Linked DNA regions of Drosophila melanogaster: all the other regions are linked to region 2. The links are chromatin contacts, called in public Hi-C maps. All regions are on one chromosome and are shown on one strand. The core of a region is the stretch at or near the end of the contact, and the rest is flanking DNA. Distances in the headings are between cores, read along the strand shown.

Region 1 (4,852 bases), core at 1,127-3,626, 9.2 Mb after region 2:
TCGTTTGAATCGGCATAAATCCAATAAGTGTGTTGGAAAGATGCATTTTAGATGAGTTCCCGATTAAAGCGAGCAGCAGTGAATCCACTTTTGCAGGACTTCAAGGTGTCGCACCATCTGCCAGTTGACGGCTGGCGGAGATTGTAAATCCTCTCCACTAATCACAATATTCCCTATCATTCTTTGCCCATCTCGTTTGTTCACAGGATATGATACTCTACCAATAGATTCGATGCAGGGTCTGGAGATCAGCAGCCCAGTGGGCGGCGGCGGTGCTGGCGGTGCTCCCGGCAATGGTGGAGCTGTAGGCGGAGCTAGCGGCGGCGGTGGTAACATCGGCGCCATTCCGCCTAGCGGCGCACCAACTTCGCCCTATTCCATGGACATGGACGTTGGCGAGATTGATGCCGGTGCATTGAACTTTGACTTGGACGCCATGCCGACGCCACCCAATGACAACAACAACCTGGCTGCCTGGTACGATACCGATTGTTAGACAAGCCGAGCTAAGGGTAAGGGTCGAGTATCCATTCGACCCCATAACATAAAACACACGAATTCCCATCCCTGCACAATAGCCCTCTTCCACCGGCTTTGATTCCATCCCGGATCCCGGAATCGCGATCACCGAAACTTGACTAGATCAACGAAGGTGTGGATTTTACTTGACAAATACGAGGAGCTGCGGCAGGTCAAAGTTCTGCTTCCAGAACTGAAGTCCGTGGGAGAAGGCTATTTGCTCACACACCATACCCCGCGACAAAGCATACACACACGCATACATGCATAATATTATACATTTATTATAATGCGAACGAAACGGCAAGAAAAACATATTATATGATGCATTACATATTACCCACGTAAACGAAATGGAAAATTAAACAAATGTTTGCAATAGAACTCGTACATTTCCCTTCATATGGCGTTTTTCTTATTTGCTCCACAATTGGGTGCCGCAGAGTCACGGCTTGGAACAACGAGCCCTAAGTTCGAAGTTCGAACCTACTTTAAGATATTTCCAGTTTTCAAAAGTACTTGAAACAGTTTCGTAACAGATTAACGAAGGATGGCTTTATTAATTGAAGCTATACATCTACAGGTGCTTGCCGAACCACTTGTGGTCCACGGGCGAGAGCCAACGGTGGCAGCCGCTGAGGTTGTTCTGGATCACGTACTTCATGGTAAAGGGGTTCTCATTCTGGCGGGTCTGTTCCTCCTCGGCGACGCGCTGTTCGTCGAGCATCTCCTGGGAAACGACGGTGGCCTGGAAGGGCAGCTGGTTGGCCACCTGCTGCAGGAACTGCTTGACCTCAACGAACTCGCACTTGCCGGCTATCTCGACAATGACGCGACCGGCCTTGATGGGGGTCACGTAGTGGTCGATGGCTCCCTTTCCGCCGCCCATCCGTTGGCCCTGGCCCTTCTTAGTGATCGGCTGCCAGGGTGCGGGAACGCGCCATGTGGCGAACATAGTGTTGACGTTCATCTTGCGTCCGATGGTCAAACGCATCATTTCGTAGTGGCCCCAGCGCAGGCGCCCTCCGCCAGTGGCCACGATTGCGTACTGCTTATGGAGCAGCGTGTTGTGCACCATCTCCGGACCGCGCATGTATCGCAGGCGCTTCTGCATCTTTGGCGGACGGATGTTTGGCGGCAGCTGGGGCTGGCGCTCAATGACCCTCAGCTTGGGTCTCTCCGGCTGCTCCACATCTGGGGGTTCCCACATTCATTCATTTATTGCTCTAAATTCATTGTGCACATTTAAATGCAACTACTTACTCTGGTATTTAATAGGCGGAGCGAAATACTTAAGACCGGCTGTGTTGACAATTGCCATGTTGCCCGCTGCAAAGAAAAGTTTAAGTGGTTTGTTGCAAACTGTTATCGGATTGGATGTGGCTAGGCAGGAAGCGCCACTGCAACTTACACGCAAGGCTTTGCTTAAAGAGCTGGGAGACTAACTTTAATGAGAGCATGGTGAGTTTATGTCAAAATATATTACTTATTTATAAAATTGTATTGTGCAAAGATGTGTTGCATCAACGGCCACCGTTGCCAGATCGAGCTAATAAATGTGGTGCTAAAAACATATATCGATAGACCACCGATTGGTCGAGTGAGCTGACGGCCCTGTCCAGACTATGGTTTATTCTTGCAGTTGAAAATGTGCCATATTGCACGTGGAACACAATAATTATGTTATGTATTAAAAACTTCTGAAGTTAACGAAAAATGATTGCTGTACAAACGTTATTCGATTGCAACCGCCATGGCGATATGTTGAAATGGGATGGGAAAAGTGGTGGGTTTCTGAGTGGAAAACCAGGGATGGGTAAGAACGTTTCAGGGTAATGGTCGTTTTACCATCTGGTAACACTGCTCTGCATACACGAAAATAAAATTTTTTTGACTAATCGTGCATGTTTTCGCTCGGTAAAAAAAAAAGCAGGCCGCGCGAGCCCTAGCTAGCTAGACCGCCGCCCTTCCCGTCCCACGAAACGCAGCGCATCGCATCCGGCGTTCCGCGTTTCCACTTGTGTGTTTGTTATGAATATACCGAAGGTGACAACATCGCTTGGTGCCGCCGAAAAGGCGAAACCCGAAAGAGTAGCATCCGTGGCCGCCGCTGCCTTCAATGCGGTCAGCCTGCAGAAGCGCAGCGGCGACGACACCGCCACTCCGGCGGAGGATCCCACGCGCAAGAAGGCCAAGACGGAGCTGCTTCTCGGAACTGGAACGGCAGCGCCCAGTTTGCCCGCCAAAGCGTCGAGCACCGCGCCGCAGCAGCTCCTCTACCAGCGGAGTGGACAGCAGGCTAAGGCGCAGGTAAAAGCTGCGTCGGAGCCGCAGGATGTCGAGACGGCGGACGGCGTCTGGGACGCCCGCGATCAGCAGATCATAGTGTGCAACTTCGGCTCCGGCACTGAGATGGGTGCCATCAAGGCGGAGGACGCTGACAAGCAGAGTGAGTACAGAATCAGCACTCCAAGGAACAGTCAATCTAACCCTTTGCTACACCGAAACACAGCCTTTACCAGCTTTACCAAAAAGGAGGGTGCCTCATCGTCGGCCTCGTCATCATCGTCAACCGCGTCCGTCATTTCCATCGAGCCCAGTGGCTCGGGGCAGGATCATGCTGAAAACTCCGGCAAATCTGAGGACCTCGACTACGTACTGATGCCAGCCAGCGGCGCGGATAGCTCTACATCTGTGGGTAACTCCACCGGAACGGGAACACCAGCAGGAACGCCTATTGGAGCTACTACCTCCACCATTATTTTAAACGCTAACAACGGAACGGCAGGAGTCAGTGGAGCCGGCACCACTACAATCCTCACACAGAAATCCGGTCACACGAACTACAACATCTTCAATACCACGGCCACTGGTAGCCAAACGCCCACTACAACATTGTTAAACCGGGTGAATCTTCACCCCAAGATGAAAACCCAGCTGATGGTTAACGCCAAGAAGCTGTCGGAAGTAACGCAGACCACGGCGAAAGTGTCGATTGGCAACAAGACTATATCGGTGCCGCTGCTCAAGCCGCTGATGAGCGCTAGTGGAGCGGCCACAGCCGGAGGAGCCACGATTGTAGAGAGCAAGCAACTGCTGCAGCCGGGCGGTCAGGTGACTACCGTAATGAGTGCTGCGCAGCAAAGCGGTGGTCAGCAGGTCCACCCGCACGTCCATTCTCATGCACATCACAACTTTACCAAACTTATCAAACGCGGGCCAAAAAATAGCGGCACCATTGTCTCGTTTTCGGGGCTACAGATCAAGCCGGCGAACACCAAAATTGTGGCCACCAAGGTGGTGAGCAAAAAGATGCTGCAACTTCAGCAGCACCAACAACAGATCCAACAGCAGCAGCAGCTTCAGCAGCTGCAGGTGACCAGTGGTGGAGGCCTGGCTCCGCCCACAGGCAGCATAGTGACTATCACCACCACCAACCCCAGCCAAACGTACGCAATGGTTCAGGATTCCGCAACTGTGGGACCTGCGGCCCATTCGGAAGACGATGCGCCAGCGCCTCGAAAGATTACAGCCTACTCGGAGAACCTTCAAAAAATTCTCAACAAGAGCAAGTCCCAGGAATCGACTGGAGGCCCGGAGGAGTTCACCAACATCAACAGCGTGGTGATTAAGCCGCTCGACAAGAATACACTCAATTGTCCACCCAGCTTTAACATCTTTAAGCAGCAGCAGCACTCACAGGCTGCTCAAAGCCAATCAATCTCCGCGGTAGGCAGTGGAGCAGGCACACCCGTGACGTTTACCATGGCTTCGGGGAATGCCTCAGATCTGGCCACCACCTCCACCGTTTCCGTTTCGGCGGGGACCATCTGCATAAACAGTCCGATGATGGGCACGCGGCCAATAATCTCCATTCAGAACAAGAACATATCCCTGGTGCTGTCCAAGACGACCATGGCCCAGCAAAAACCGAAGATGATAACTACAACCACGTTGTCCAGTCAGGCGGCGCTGCAGATGCATCATGCTTTGATTCAGGATTCTAGTGCAGACAAGGCGGGATCTTCTGCAAACTCCGGATCAGCTACCTCGGGAGCTTCAATGCAGCTGAAACTAACGACCGCCAATACGCCCACCAAACTCAGCGTTAGTCTGGCTCCGGACGTAGTCAAGCTGGAAGAAGTTGGCAGCGAATCTAAAGCAAAGCTACTGGTCAAACAGGAGGCGGTTGTGAAGGATAGCACTGGTACTCCGACCAGTGAGGAGCGGGCTGAGGAGATCGGCACGCCGGAGAAGCGTTTGAACGCCAATGCCACAATGACGGCTATTAACCAGGTTCAAAATCAGTCCGCCAATCAAATTCAAATGGCCA
Region 2 (4,303 bases), core at 380-2,879:
TGATCACCTTAACGTTCGTGGTCTGATCGAACCCGTCCATCTGGTTGAGCAGCTCGAGCAGAATGCGCTGCACCTCGCGATCGGCGCCAGTCTGCGCATCGAAACGCTTCGTGGCAATCGCATCGATCTCGTCAATGAAGATGATGGCCGGCGCGTTCTCCTTGGCCAGCCTGAAAACGTCGCGCACCATGCGCGGTCCCTCGCCGAGGTACTTCTGCACGAACTCCGAGCCGACGACGCGTATGAACGACGCCGTCGTATGATGGGCCACCGCCTTGGCCAACATGGTCTTGCCGCAACCGGGCGGACCGTACATAAGCACGCCGCGCGGCGGATCGATGCCAATCTGCTTGTACAGCTCGAAGTGGGTCAGCGGCAGTTCGACTGCCTCGCGGATCTCCTGCTTCTGCATGTCCATGCCACCAATGTCCGCATAGCTAACGTCGGGCTTCTCATCCGGCTGCAGCATCGAAATGGAGCTATCCGCCTCTGGTGGCAGCACGTCCACCAGCGCGTTGCTGTGCTTGTGCAGGGCCACCGAGGCGGAGGGCTTCAGCAGCTCGCGATCGATGGTGGACAGGATGCGCACATAGTAATTGGAGCCGGTGGTGGAGCCCACAATGCCCGTGTTCTGATCGACGGCCTCCAGGAACTGGCCAATCACCAGCGGCACCGACTGGATGCGCTTCACCTCCTCCTGGGCGTGCAGATACTCCTTTTTCAGGTTTCGCTGCTCGTCCTTGATGTACTCCTCCTGCACTTCAATGAACTCCAGTGTCTTTTGCAGTTTCTACAACACAATGGCCGCTTAGATGGGTGATCAAATGGAAGACCAGTGGACGACTCACCTTGTAACGCACGTAGAGATCCTCCATGTCCAGTTCGTCCAGGGAACTGTGCGCATCTTTTAGCTTCAAGTCGGAGAGCTCGTCCTGGTGGAAAAAGTGGAATTGGGAAAGAGGTAATTAGTACGCATGCCAGGCGGCGCAGAGAGGCAACTACGCACCTTTTCCGGTATCAGTACGTCCATGTTGTACGGCATTCTTTTCGTTCAGCAATGAGTCTCGTTTTATTAGTTTGCGTTTTCTGCGAGGCGACCAAAATGACTCGTCAAAAACAAGCCAGCAGTGCGTTGTGGTGGCAACCCTGTCCGCAATCGATTGTGATCTATCGATGGGGCCATTTATCTATCAAATTGTGCTGCTCTTTCAATCGGTTTTTTTTTTCGATATATACTCTTTCTGATAAGAAAGCAACTCCTCTTTATTGGACAATATCCTATACCAGTTAGTCTGTAAAGCTAAAATGTTGTATACAAATAAATCTAATATCACATGTCATGTTTCTCACTTAATATCCGGAAAGTATTTTTTAATACGTTTCAAAGCATCTGGTGATGGGAAAAAATCAGCTGTCTGATAATTGCCCGATATATACCAGCTCTGATTGGAACAAAAGCTGATAACAGATTTATTACTAACAAAAACTATTTCGAATGCAGATCGCTTATAAGTAATTGATAAAATCGCAAGTTATTCTAAGCAATTCACGTAGAACCATGCCAAAGTATCGCTGCTCGAGACGCAACTATCGATAGTTCGAGTACCTTTCTCGCCAGCGGGTACAAGTGTGTACACACTGGCAAAACCCGACCATTTTGACGCGATTTCGATTTCCCATAAGAAAAAAAAAGAGTAGAAAAACACACACATTTAACATTTCGGTCGCTCCTGCTGCTTCTGTGTGTGCTATGTGTGCGTGTGCGAACGAACCAAATATATACACACACGAGCGCTGGTAGGACAGTGAAATCGAATTTGCTGTTTATATAGCACAATTCGATGGCTGATAATGCCGCCGCCGTCGCCGAAAAATCGTTTCCCCAATATCGCTAGCATCAGAACGGGAAAGAGAACGGGTACGAGTACGATTCCGATTCCGATTCCGAGTACGTTTCCCACAAAGTATCGTTGTCGTTGTCGTCGTTGTCCTGCTGCCGTGCCCCGCCCCCTCTGGCCGCGCCGCCGCCCCCTCTGCGCCGTACGCACGCATCGATTTGGGCTAAACGTTAGATACCTCCTAACGCAGTTGTTAGGGTGGAAAGAACGGCCAGGGAAAATTGAATGCGCTACACTGGTGGTCGAGCTGCTGCAATGCCGTGCTTAAATTTAAGTGCAAGGCACTGATACGGATCCGTTGGCGCTCCTGGTCTGGTCCGTATCCAAGCGAAAAGAACAAAATATACAAGAAAAAAACAAGAAACAAAACAACAAAACGGAAAGCAATCCCGTGAAATCCCGGAATACAGTGCAATACAACGAACCGAAACACAGAACAAAACGAATAGAACGAAACAAAACGAAACGTATTTAGATACGCAGGAGAGACCAAGTCGGGATATCCAAGTGGACAGTGTGGTCTTGTGCAGTGGAGTGGTAGTTATGCTATATATAGCTGTTGGCCAAAACAATAGTGTCCGATAACAGAGCGAGATCAATTCGAGGAGTTGAAAATGTTTATTGTATAATTTCCAATTGAGCAGGTGTGCGTGCGAGTGTGTGTGCGTACGTGTGTGTGAGTAGTTTTTGTTTTTCGCTGCTTCTTCTTGCGGTTTATTTGTCAACAAAAAGAAGAAGGAAGAACGAAGCAGTGTGCGTGCAGCAGTAAATTGTTGTCCGCACACCCCGCACTGCTTGCAGGAGTGGCGAAGCAGTTAACTTGTGCAACGCAACCACGGACGACCCAGTGGCCTCCACATGAAGACCATGTCGCGCTTCGGCCTGCGCCGTGGCTTCAAGTTCTCGGAGGAGCAGGTCAACGGCAAGAATCCAATTGGACCGGCAACGGCACCAGCCACGGCCGCTGCCTCATCTAATCCGCGCAAAAAACGACAGACCCGGCAGGAGGAGGATGTGGACGCGGAACAGGAAGAGGTGGAACCGCACGAGGATCAGCTGGAAGCGGAACAAGAGCCGCTCTCGCTGATCTGCAGCCTGCCGCTGGAGCGGCTGCCCCGTTTGGTGGAGAAGCTGCATCAGATGACGGAGGAACGGGAACGAGAACGGGAGAGGGAGCGCGAGCGCGAGCGGGAAGAGGCCGCCGGCCTGGGTGGAGCCGCGCACTCGAAGGTCCTGTGTCTGTACTGTGATAGGAAGTTCGCCTCCGGCAAGCTGCAGGCCAAGCATGTGGACAAGTTTCACACCGAGCGGCAGGAACGACGCTGCAGCGGTCGTTCCACCAGCTCCAATTCTCATCCCGCCGGCGGCTTCCCCGGCTGCCAGTGGTGTGGCCAGCAAGGCAATCGCCGCCAGGCCACGCCCCCGCAGATCTGCCTGCCGGCCAAGCATTTGGAGCAGCTATTCCAGCACCTCAGCGAGCAGCATGCAGATAAGTATTTCGCCTGCCAGCCGTGTCGCCTGCGGTTCCAGGACGCAGATCACCTGTTGGGACACCAGCGCCAGCAGCATTCGCTTCATCATCCGGAGGATGGCCATGCCACCAAACCGGGTCTGATGGGCGCCGACGAGCCGGTGCTCTTTCGCCTCGGCCTTACCCAGAACCGTCTGCCCAGCCATCGGAATCGAAACCAGCGCAAGGAGGAGGAGCCGCCGCCCCTGGCCACGCCCAGCAGCAAATCCCGGAGCAGCAGTCGGGCGGCGACGCAGCGACAGCAACAGAATCAGCATCAGCATCAACAGTCGCAGTCGCATCAGCAGACTGCTGCAGCGGGTAACATGGCTCTGCAGGAGTCTGTCAATCCGGATGCAGTCTTCCGGCTGCCAGCCAGCATGGCCTGCGTCTCATCATCCGCCTCCGTCGCCAACTCAGTGTTCGATGACAAGTTCTACAAGGATGTGATCTCTAATGTACGGCACAACCTCCAGAATCACCTCGACGGACGGCTGTTCACCTCGTCTTCGACGTCCACAACGTCAGCCACATCGTCGTCCGCATCCCATAAGTCAGACCTCATTATGCTGCACGGACCCAGTCAGCTGGGGCCTGGCGGCGCCTCCTATCCCACTCTACTGACCGCGGATCAATTTGGCGGCACGGGGGAACTGCTACCGCTGGCCAAATTCCGCCGGAGACCGCACACGAAGCACAGTTGGAAGTGGAAGTGGGACTACGTGAAGAAGTTCACGCTGATCAACGAGGGCGGACGGCTGGTCAAGAAGCTGAAGCAGCCAAACTACCTGGGACTGCGCGATCTCTCCAAGTTGGACATGTGGACGCAGCTGACGATGCGGCAAAAGCACGATCTCTCGCTCTCATTGACGGAGGAGCAGAACCAGGAGCAGCG
Region 3 (4,410 bases), core at 1,331-3,830, 8.9 Mb after region 2:
ACTTTTGCTAGGAGGTGGTAGAGGGTTCCGCATCTGTTGTTGACCCGAGATGGCCTCCACGCTGTTGGGGTGTGGACTAAGATTGGATACAGAGGGCTGCGGGCACAGAACCTCCAGGGCTGCGCTCTTAATGCGCCTCACTCCACCAGTTCCTCCGGCCCCTCCGGAAGTGCCTGCTTCTCCAGACGGACCCCTGGAACCTCCGCCGCCCACCAGAGACGATTTGTTGCTCTGGCTCGAGCCGTGCTTGTAGCTCGTAGCGTTGGAATGTCTGCGTCGCTTCATACCAGCAGCAGATCCACCTCCACCTGCTGCTCCACCACCGCCTGTTACCGATCCTCCCGTTCCTGGCTGGGTGACTGCAGCCAATTGAAGTGCAGACATTGTGCTGGTTGGATCCTTACGAATGATTGCACCTCCTAGGTGATGATGCAGGTGGTGGTGGTGATGGTGATGACGATGCTGGGTGCGGAAAGTTGGCTGGTGTGGCTGTTCAATGCCCAGATCAGATTTGGTGTAGCTATCGTCCTCCAGGTACCCATCCGGAAAGGGATCTAAATGGGCAACATAGTACATATTAAAACTAATTTATTGAGATTTCTAAACTACGACAATGAAGAGTTCTGATATTGTATCAGCTTACCTAATATCCAGGACTGTAGTGCCCGGCTACAAGCATCCGCCACTCCGCCGCTGCCCGCATTCCTAACCAGGCCCAGTTCCATGTCTTCCACATCATTTGCGGCAACATTGCCTCCTCCACCGAGCACTGCCAGTGCGCCGATGCTGCTGGCTGCACTGTGGTGCGGAAGTTGAAGAATGGGCTGGAAGAGTCCACCACGGCTCTGGTGCTTCAGCCGCTCGTCATGCGTCTCCGAACTTCTGTGGCGCTGCAGACGTGAGGAACGTCCAGGATTAACCAATGAGTTCGAGGCGGGGGCAATGACAACGACGGCGGTAGATGAAGTGGGAGCATCTCCTCCGCCTATTCCTGTTGATGGGGCGCTGGTTATAAAGTGCTGACGCGGATTGGTCTGACCGCGCGCCTTGTTCGTTGGCTGAGAGTGCAGGAACGAGGGTGCCGCTGTGGCTATCGTATCCGACTGATTGCGCATCAACTTGTTTTCCGCGTTGGAGTTTGCAGCTGCCGCCGCTGTGTCCAAGCTGCTCTGCCGTTCGAGACGTCGTCGATGGCGGCGGCTAAACACCTCAGAACACTTGCGCGACAGATGTCCAGTGCGTACGTGCTGGGCTGGTGCTGTTCCCGCTCCTGTATGTCCCAGTGTACTCACTGCTGCGCCTGATCTACTGTCGCCACCACTACTTCCTCCATCTGCGCTACCCGCACTGCTTCCAGCCGCCTCGACAACCTCCGGATAGACAGTGAGGTACTTGTTGAACATGTCTGCTTGAGCGGCGGCGCTGGTGGACGAGTTTCCGCCCGGTCCTGTACTCCGAATGGACTTGCTAACGCTGGCGGAACCAGCCAGCGATTGTTGATCCTGTTGGCTACCGCCGGATAGCATGGATGGGGCGTAGAACATCAGTTCAATGGACTCCGAGCTGTTCTTGCGATGCACATCGACCTTGAGATCTGCGAAGAGGAGTTCTTAGGCTATAGCACGTGTGCACAAGAAGCACCACTCACCAATAATGCTGTTCACGTTGTCGATGGACATGATGCTGTTCTCCTCGCTTGCTTCATTAATGGCCTGCTCGCCGGAAATGCGTGAGCCGCCCGGTCGGATGACCTTCATCTCGATGCCGCCCTCGTCGTCGTGGCGCGGTTCCGTTTCCTTGGTGACCTTCACGAACTGCCCCTTTAGGTTCCCCTCGGACATGGTCTGTGCGCGATCGTAGAGCCTGTGCAGCGCCAGATTGGCCAGCTTTACCATCAGTATGGTTAAGCTCGTTATCACGCAATACAGGCACCATGTCAACCAAGTGCTCGGAAAGTACTGCAAGAAGATCTATGAACGGACTACTTAGGACTACACTCGGTCACTACTTACCAGGTAGGCCACGAAGGGCGAGCAGAGCAGGTAGAGCCACAGGTAAAGGTGCACCACGTTGCAGAAGACACCCTGATGCGGATCGTAAAAGTAACCGCCGGTCAGCGAGGCCCACACGCCCTGGCGCAGAATCTCCAAGGTCTGTGAACCCATGGTGGCCTATACTGCATCGCTTAGCCGCCGAATGGATGAGGATCCACGCTTTTGCTGCTCCAGCTTCCGGATTACTCACAGTAGGAGTTGCTGCTTCTGCTGCCGCTGCACTTCGTCACTCTTCCGTTTGTTTATTTGCTGAGTAAGCCTGCCAAGCTGCAGGCGGGGGGCGTGGTCTGCGGGCGAGGCCTTGGGAGGCGGTGGTAGCGTGGGTGGTGAACGGGGGCGGAGGGGAAGGCAAAGGCAGAGTCGCTGGTTTTTTTGAGGGAAAGCTGTGGGACAGGAGACAATGCTGCGGCTCCTCTGGAAACACTCCAACTCCGGACTGGCGTTACGCCGTTGTTTGTTTTCCGGGATCTCAATGATGCTGCAATGGGATAAAACGAATATCGCTCGCAATCCTGCTGTAATTTTAATTTTTTTCTTTTGTTTAGAGCCTGTCCTGTCATCGATTATTGGCCCGAACCTATCGGGCCCTATCGCACTTCGATATTACTAGGAAAAATGGTAACACTGCAGTCTGGTATTTAAATTTAAAATTTTCTTTCTTTTACACACTTTTTTACATTACCATTAATTAAATTTGTTAACTTAATAATTTCTTATGAAATTACCTTCAATTTTCGTAAACTTTTTATACGTTTTAACAGCGATTAATTGAGTGTAATATAAAACATATTTATTAATAGTAAATTATATATCCATGAATGTACAATTTTATTCAAAAGAAATAAATGTTTTAAGGGCTAAAACTACCAAACCCCGTTACTAACATTACGTAGAGCCTAACTTAGTAAATAATGGCAAGGCTAAAAAACTAATATGAATAACCTTGTCTTTGGTTGCCCTTAACACTTCTCTAAAACTAAGTCCTTCCTCCGATTTAACTTTATTTCCGTTCACATTTCCATTAGGCTAGAAAAAAAAAAAAAACAAAAAGAGTGCGTACGTATCTAGGGAATCACAAGAATCCGGGATGATCCGATCGATCGGTCCACGTCTGCCGCATCCGGTCAGTCTGCGCCCCCACATGGGCGCTGCATAGTCAGCGCTCCTCACTGCTGCTCCCGTCACCGCCAATGAAGTCGTCTCGCAGTCCGCCCCTGTGCTCATAGTTGTGGTGGTGGTGGATGTGCTCCTCCTCCTCTTCGAGTTCCGGCAGCGCTGGAGGCGCCACCGGAGGCGGAAGTGGGTGGTGGTGCTCGTGGTGGTCATGATGGTCGTGGTGGTCGTGGTGATCATGGTGATCGTGCTTCTCGTGGTGGTGAATGTGTTCCTTGGTCTGGTGAATCTGGATGGGTCGGTGGTCCTCGTGGATCACCTTCTTCTCCTCCTTTAGGACGAGTGGCTTGTGGTGGTGGTGCACGTGTTTCACCACGGTGTGTATGTGCGTTTCGATTTTCTTGTGAATGGGCACGTGGATCACGATTTTCTTTTTTTTCTGGTGGCCCCTGAAAAGGATAGCAAATACATTTTTAACCTAATAAATTATTTGATTCCATACACTTTTCGTTTGGAAGATTATTAATATAGCTTAAGTTAAATATTTTAGCTAAGTTCGTTTGAAATTATTTAGCGAGAGTGATTGGCTTTCTATGATTTGAAGTTGTAAAATGTTCGTTAATCTGAATGACGCTTTAAGTTAAGGGGCCTGTGCCGCGATGTATCCTCTATCTGGCCCAGTAGTCCCCATGATAATCCATACCCCGCATCCGTTTCCGGCACGCAGACGAGAAGCAACACCAGCGCCACCACAATTGAGAGCCTCAGGAGCTGCGAATAGAGGGAGCACGGATATCGGGTGTAATCCTTGTGTAGTTGCAATACCCGGTCGCCACTCACCAAACTGCGGTTATCCATATCGCTTGGCTTGAGACCCAGGTGCTGAGGTGTTGAAGGCTCCGACGAAGCGGCTGCTTTGATTGCTGCCCCACTGCGACCATTTTATTTATACAGGCGCAGGCACACGGAATGCGGTGGAATACGAATACCCCGACGCCAGTTGGCGGCTTCTGCGCTTCCGTGACGCAGTCCACCACCAACGATATGGGCAGAGCCATGGGCCTCGCTCTGCTTTGGTGGAGCCACACTTGGTGGAGCTTCTGCGCACGCGCCGCGAAACAGCGGAGTTGGCTGCTCAGTGAAAAACCTGCAATTTCCATTCATTTCGGATGGCAGCGATCATCGTGTCATGGATTGTGGGTGGTTTTCAGCCAGAGGAGGACTACTCTCTACCGAGACGGAG

Evidence for each region. Hi-C and Micro-C count contacts between places; a contact is called where the count stands out from the background.
Region 1: a Hi-C map of the Kc167 cell line shows a contact between it and region 2, with 2.7 times the contacts expected there. The contact joins the promoter of trr here to the promoter of CG11122 in region 2.
Region 3: a contact with region 2 is called in a Hi-C map of the Kc167 cell line, with 4 times the contacts expected there. The contact joins the promoter of pcx here to the promoter of CG11122 in region 2. A contact is called at or near these places in 5 of 107 Hi-C or Micro-C datasets (the D17-c3 cell line, the Kc167 cell line, embryo and 1 more).

The regions. Positions count from the first base shown.
Region 1 is chrX:1,887,474-1,892,325 of dm6, reverse strand. It overlaps trr (trithorax-related), which reads left to right and starts at 2,376. Exons shown (of 6, transcript NM_166911.4): 1 at 2,376-4,852. The coding sequence starts at 2,551. It overlaps mRpL16 (mitochondrial ribosomal protein L16), which reads right to left and starts at 2,070. Exons shown (of 3, transcript NM_001272219.1): 1 at 1,931-2,070; 2 at 1,783-1,848; 3 at 844-1,713. The coding sequence starts at 1,979. The coding sequence ends at 1,097. It overlaps arm (armadillo), which reads left to right. Exons shown (of 7, transcript NM_057317.4): 7 at 207-925. The coding sequence ends at 496.
Region 2 is chrX:11,122,052-11,126,354 of dm6, reverse strand. CG11122 reads left to right here and starts at 1,629. Exons shown (of 3, transcript NM_132457.2): 1 at 1,629-4,303. The coding sequence starts at 2,757. Rpt3 (Regulatory particle triple-A ATPase 3) reads right to left here and starts at 1,254. Exons shown (of 3, transcript NM_001298179.1): 1 at 1,007-1,254; 2 at 849-932; 3 at 1-790. The coding sequence starts at 1,042.
Region 3 is chrX:2,223,466-2,227,875 of dm6, reverse strand. pcx (pecanex) reads right to left here and starts at 2,580. Exons shown (of 10, transcript NM_001272254.2): 1 at 2,013-2,580; 2 at 1,649-1,970; 3 at 644-1,594; 4 at 1-554. The coding sequence starts at 2,165. CG14052 reads right to left here and starts at 4,122. Exons shown (of 3, transcript NM_001272252.1): 1 at 4,008-4,122; 2 at 3,871-3,938; 3 at 2,907-3,616. The coding sequence starts at 4,025. The coding sequence ends at 3,211.